2 separate regions of the Mus musculus genome follow, and region 1 is linked to region 2. A link is a contact called in public Hi-C data. All regions are on one chromosome and are shown on one strand. Each heading gives the region's core, a stretch centred on a gene start, on an enhancer-like site or on the middle of the called end of the contact. The rest is flanking DNA. Distances are from core to core; before and after follow the strand shown. Region 1 overlaps Plekhb2 (pleckstrin homology domain containing, family B (evectins) member 2). Region 2 has its middle 24 kb from the start of Gm38647.

What was found. A called contact is a pair of places that touch in the nucleus more often than the background predicts.
Region 1: a Hi-C map of stem cell-derived neural stem cells shows a contact between it and region 2, with 2.2 times the contacts expected there. The contact joins two enhancer-like sites. A contact is called at or near these places in 1 of 15 datasets of contacts at CTCF or cohesin (embryonic stem cells), 51 of 484 Hi-C or Micro-C datasets (3T3-L1-derived adipocytes, B cells, the G1E-ER4 cell line and 25 more), 4 of 115 datasets of contacts at active chromatin or transcription factors (astrocytes, embryonic stem cells, fibro-adipogenic progenitors and 1 more) and 1 of 9 other capture datasets (embryonic stem cells).

The regions. Positions count from the first base shown.
Region 1 is chr1:34,866,059-34,868,758 of GRCm38.p6, forward strand. Plekhb2 (pleckstrin homology domain containing, family B (evectins) member 2) reads left to right here. Exons shown (of 8, transcript NM_145516.2): 6 at 83-172. Among named protein-coding and RNA genes, the nearest start is that of Plekhb2, 17 kb to the left of the region's middle. Within about 2 kb of position 1,308, at least 20 of the 459 cell types and tissues checked have an H3K27ac peak or open chromatin away from gene starts, as enhancers often do. A contact at or near this core is called in stem cell-derived neural stem cells, where this site is marked.
Region 2 is chr1:34,641,293-34,643,992 of GRCm38.p6, forward strand. No RefSeq gene overlaps it. Among named protein-coding and RNA genes, the nearest start is that of Gm38647, 24 kb to the right of the region's middle. Within about 2 kb of position 1,364, at least 10 of the 459 cell types and tissues checked have an H3K27ac peak or open chromatin away from gene starts, as enhancers often do. A contact at or near this core is called in stem cell-derived neural stem cells, where this site is marked.

The DNA.
Region 1 (2,700 bases), core at 58-2,557, 220 kb after region 2:
GCCCCTGCTCCAGCAGGGTCTTTGTGATCTTTTCTTTGCTGAGTGAATGTGCTCTTGGTCCTAGCTCTCTTGTCTCCCACAGGCTTACGTTGGTTCAGCAATCCTGTCTGAAGAGACTGCAGTGGCCGCGTCCCCGCCTCCCTACGCAGCCTATGCTACACCAACCCCTGAGGTAGGGAGGTTTGAGCAGAGCATACACATGAGGGAAGCCGGGGCTCTCTGCTGCTTTCCCATTTCTGTTGGTCTCTTTTCTTCTGTTTCTGGTTGTAGTTTTGATCTTAATCTTAAGTCAGTCTCAGGGAAATTAGAAATACACTCCAAGGCTTCCCTTTTTATCATAGTATTCCTCTTTGCTTAGATGAAACAGATCAGCTCTTGGAGCTGGTGATGTGGTCAGTTGATGGAGTGTTTGCCTAGCAAGCTGGAGGTTTTGGTCCCCAGCACTGTATAAACTGGGGGTAGCTACACAAACCTGGACTCCTGATCAGTGCTTGGGATGCAGGAGCAGGGCAATTAGGAGATGCAGATCTTTCATGGCTGCACAGGAGGCCAGCTTAATCTAGAGAGTCTATCTCAAATTAAGCAAAAAACCATATATATAATATATATATATATGTATGTATATATGTGTATATATATATATGTATGTATATATGTGTGTGTGTATATATATATATGTGTGTGTGTGTGTATGTATGTATGTATATATATATATATATATATATATATATATATATATATGGTATATGTGTGTATATGTGTGTGTGTGTGTGTATATGTAGTGCCTGCATCTGTAGCACACAGGTAGAGGTCAGAGGGCAACTTGAGAGTTGGTTCTCTCCTTCCATTCTGTGAGTCCTGCAGATTAAACTCAGGCCAGCAGACTTGGCGGTAAGCACCTTTATCCAACGAGCCATCTGGCCAGCCCTGGATCCGTTTATCTGTATTAACTGCAAAGCCTTGCAAGGTTTCTGACAAAGCTGCTGTAAGCCAATGCATCACGCTTAGAGAGAAGGCGTGTTTGCTGCTCTGAGCCTCGTGGACTTCTCTGTTTGTCACTCTGCTTTTATTCCTGGCTTTCTTTATTTTATTTTTGTTTTGTCAACATTTTACAGTTTTCAGCATAAAAATTTAGTACACGTTCGTTGGATTTATAATTATCCCATTATTTTCAAATGGTTGTATGTAACTGTCTGTTTTTAAAAGATACACTTTATTTTGTGTGTATGAGTGTTTTGCCTTCAGGTATCTGTGAGCACCTCATGCATGCAGTACACCCCGAGGCCAGAAGAGGGCACCAGATACCCTGCAACTTGAGTTAAGGGCAGTTGTGAGCCCTGTGAGCCATGTGGGTGCTGTAAAGGCTTGATCACTTTCTCTTAGCTTCCCAAAATCTGGAGTTACAAGTGTGCAGCGCCACACCCTGGCTAGTTCCAGAACTTGTATTCTTTGTATATTAATATATAGTATGTATTATACTGAGTTTTTCTTATATGTTTTTTTTTATTATTTTGGGTAGAGTTTTTAATTTTTTTCATTTAAGTATGTTCATTTCCTAATTATTAACTGAAAGATTTTTATAATAATTACTTTAAAATCCTTTCTAGAGGGCCAAGTGTGATGGCGTACCCCTTTAATCCCAGCAGTCAGGAGGCAGAATCAGGCAGCTCACCATGAGTTCGAGGCCAGCCTGGTCTATATTTCGAGTTCCAGGACAGCCAGGGCTATACAGAGCAACCCTGTCTTGAAAAAGTTCTTTCCCGAGCTGAGTGTGGTGGTGCGCACCTTTAGACTCAGTTCTCAGAAGGCAGAAGCATGTGGATTTTTATGAGTTTGAGGTCAGCCTTGCCTACATAGAAAGTTCTAAAGAACTAGTAGACTGTGGCAGGAAAAAAAATCTTTTCCGTAAGAGACGCTATCTCAAGGGAATAAGGTGTGGGAGTAGAGGGAGTGAGAGATTGGGCGAGCACACCCAGTGTCCTCTTTTGGCCTCTGCATGCATGCATGGGCGTGTATACCTTCTATACATGTACATTTGCCCCTGCACCATACATTGCACAACATATATACACCAGAGCCCAATACACAAGTCCTTTCTAGATAATTCTAGCATCTTTCACCCTAGGTGCTGGGTTGGAACCTAGCCTTTCTTGCATGCCTAGCAAGCTCCGCCCAATGAGCTGCACTCCAGCCCACATCTGACATCTCTACAGTCTCAGTGTGGGCCTTCTTCTGTGTCATTTTGTTTGCGATCTTGGCTGTTCGTGCTAAAAGTGATTATTGGTCAAAACCCTGACATTTTAAACATGGAGAGACTCGGATCTTGCCAGGTGGAGTCCAGATTCTCAGCCCACAGCGGGGGCCGGGCTCCAGCTCAGGAGTTTAGATTTTCTCTGAGTCTCCTTAGAGCACTTTGTTGGGAAGAGAGGACTGCCCATTACTGCTCGACTTCCACTGACAGGTGCATGGTGTCCGGCCAGCTGACCCACCCCCACAAGGCCTTTAGTGGTTCTTAGGGGTGGGGAGGGCAGATTGCCTCTGCTCGGCAGTGATGGACTCTGTGGCTCACTCCTCGGTCTGCTGCATGGTAGAGTGAGTGCCTTGTTATCTGGTCTACACCAGATCCTCCACGTGCATCCTTTTCTGGCTGTACTCTAGGGGGTCAGGGGAGGCTTGCTGTAGCTGTTGTAGTTGTAGTTG
Region 2 (2,700 bases), core at 114-2,613:
CATGCGTGTGTCTATGTGTGTGGGTGTCTGCTTGTCTGTCTGTCTATGTCTGTGTGTCTAGGCCAGATCTCAACATTTGGGTGTCCACCTTACTGTTTGAAGCAGGGTCTGTCACTGAGCCTAAAGTTTGCTAATAATAGTTGGCTAGCAGGCCAGCAAGTCCCCACAATCCTCCTGTCTCTGCCTTCCCAGCCCTGAGACTGCAAGGCACACTGGGTTCACACTGGTTCCCCATGCTTGTGTGGCAAGCACTTCACAGTGGCTTCATTTAAGACTTTCAGTGACAAGGGCTGGAGAGATGGCTCAGTGGTTAAGAGAACTGACTGTTCTTCCAAAGGTCCTGAGTTCAAATCCCAGCCAGCAACCACATGGTGGCTCACAACCACCATCATAAGATCTGACGCCCTCTTCTGGTGCATCTGAAGACAGCTACAGTGTGCTTATGTATAACAATAAATAAATCTTTACAAAAAAAAAAAAAAAAGACTTTCAGTGACAAGCAGCCAACTCAGAAAGCCTGTTTTCTTCCATCATGTGAGGGTTGTTCCGGCTGCCTTTCTGGGACCAGAACATCCTGACCAGGCACAAGGCACTTGTCAGAGTCACAGCTGATGGGTAGCGGACCTCCTGTCCCAACTCCATCAGTAATGTGGGAGAAGGCTGTGGAGTGGCCTGTAGAGCCCTGAACTTCACAAATCCAGTCACCATGTTCTGCAGCTGAACCCTGCACTCACCATCGTGTGAGGGCTGAGTCTACCAAATGGCACTCTGCCTTCTGTGAAGAGCTCAGCAGCCCATTTCTTTTTGCAGAATCCCTCTGTGATCACTCAGCATGAAAGCCAGTGCTCAGGGGTATCACGATAGTTCTTATCACTAAACATCAGAAACGTAGACTCTGGGACCTTTCTAGGAACCCCAGTAAGCCCTGGCAGGTACCTCAAAATATTCCTTGAACTTGGTGACTGGCACTTCCCAGTCTTTGCTTTTCTTACCTTCTGCAGGTTAACAGCTGGCCATGGAAGACTGTATTTCTCCATTTTAAACACCTCAGCCTCCCAAATTCCCCCCAAATTCCTCACCTCATTGCGCAAATGGCTCAGAGTATTATCAGGAAGCAGTTGGTTACTCTATCCACCAGCAGTGTCCGTGCCGTGGCAGACCCTCAGTACAGGGCAGTTGACTGTTGGAGCCTGAAGGTGCTGCAGACACTAAGGTGATTCAACTTAGTTGGTTAAAGTAGCTCACTCCCTTGGGTTCACTAAACTGCTCTGAGAATAAGATGCGCTCAGATGAGTCTGAGACTCTTCAGTCTGAAGTCCGCAATCGAAGCTATTCCGCAGACAGCCACACGAGGGCGCTGTAGCCCAGGGGAAATGAAGGTGATATTAAGTGCCATAGGGCGGAGGCCAGATGCAGCTCTCTGTGGCCCCTTTGGCCCTAACTGGGATGAGTTCACTGCATAGAACATGAACTTACATGCTCTCCTGTTTTGTGGCCTGGAGGAGGAAAACTTGCGACATCTAGGAGAGTGAACTATTGTAGCGTAGCCACAACCTAGACTCTAGTAATTCCAAACGCAGGCATAGAAACTGATTCATAGGGTAAGATTAGGGGAGTGTGTGCAGCCCAAGGAGCCCTTCAGAAAGGATGTCACTCCAGGACAAGATGGCTCACACAGCCCAGCTAACCACTCTGTCAAGTGCTTGTCAGATTTTCAAGTTTAATAAAGCCCCACCTTGCATAGATCAGTAGTTGGCAGAATGCTCGCCCAGTGTCCGGGAAGCCTTAGGTTGGCTCTCCATTCAGAACCTCACAGAGCTGGGTGTGGTATGGTGCGGACCTGTAAGCCAAGAACCTAGGAGGTGTAGACGGCATGATCGAAGTGCAAAGTCATCAAGTCCCACTCAGCTACATAGAGAGTCTGAGGCTAACCTGGGCTACAAGAGACCCTGCTTCAAAAAAGAAAAGGAAAGAAAAGAAAAGAGAAGAGAAGAGGAAAGGAAAGGAAAGGAAAGGAAAGGAAAGGAAAGGAAAGGAAAGGAAAGGAAAGAAAAGAAAGAAAAATGAAAGGAAAGGAAAGGGAAGGAAAGAAAAGAAAAGAAGAATATATGATGTGCGTGTATGTATGTGTATGTGTATATGTACATATATATACATATATGTGTGTGTATATGTATGTGTGTATGTATGTATGCATGCATATATATATATACACACACATATATATGTGTATGTGTGTGTATATCTCTGTGTGCATGCATATATGTATGTATGTGTGTATGTATATGTATATATATATGTGTGTATCTGTGTGTGTATGTGTATGTGTGTACATATGTGTATGTATGTGCATATGTTATGTATGTGTTGTGTGAGTGTATGTATATGTGTATGTACATGTGTGTGTATATGTGTATGTATATGTGTGTATGTGTGTACAAAAAAACCCTGCCTCAGCTGTTCAGCAGACAGATAGATACAATGACCTTACCATAGAGTGATAGAAAATATAGAAGGAACATCTTCACTATGAACCATGGGACAGCTCTCTGCTCCCAGTGTCCACCAAAAAGGGCTGCCAGAGCCCAAACCTCAGGTGCCACCAGATGCAGCACCCTCATTCTGGAAGCGTTTAGAGCCTTCCTCTGGAGCCATATTTAGAACAGAGGCCAGAACAAGCATGCCATTAGCTCCCACCAT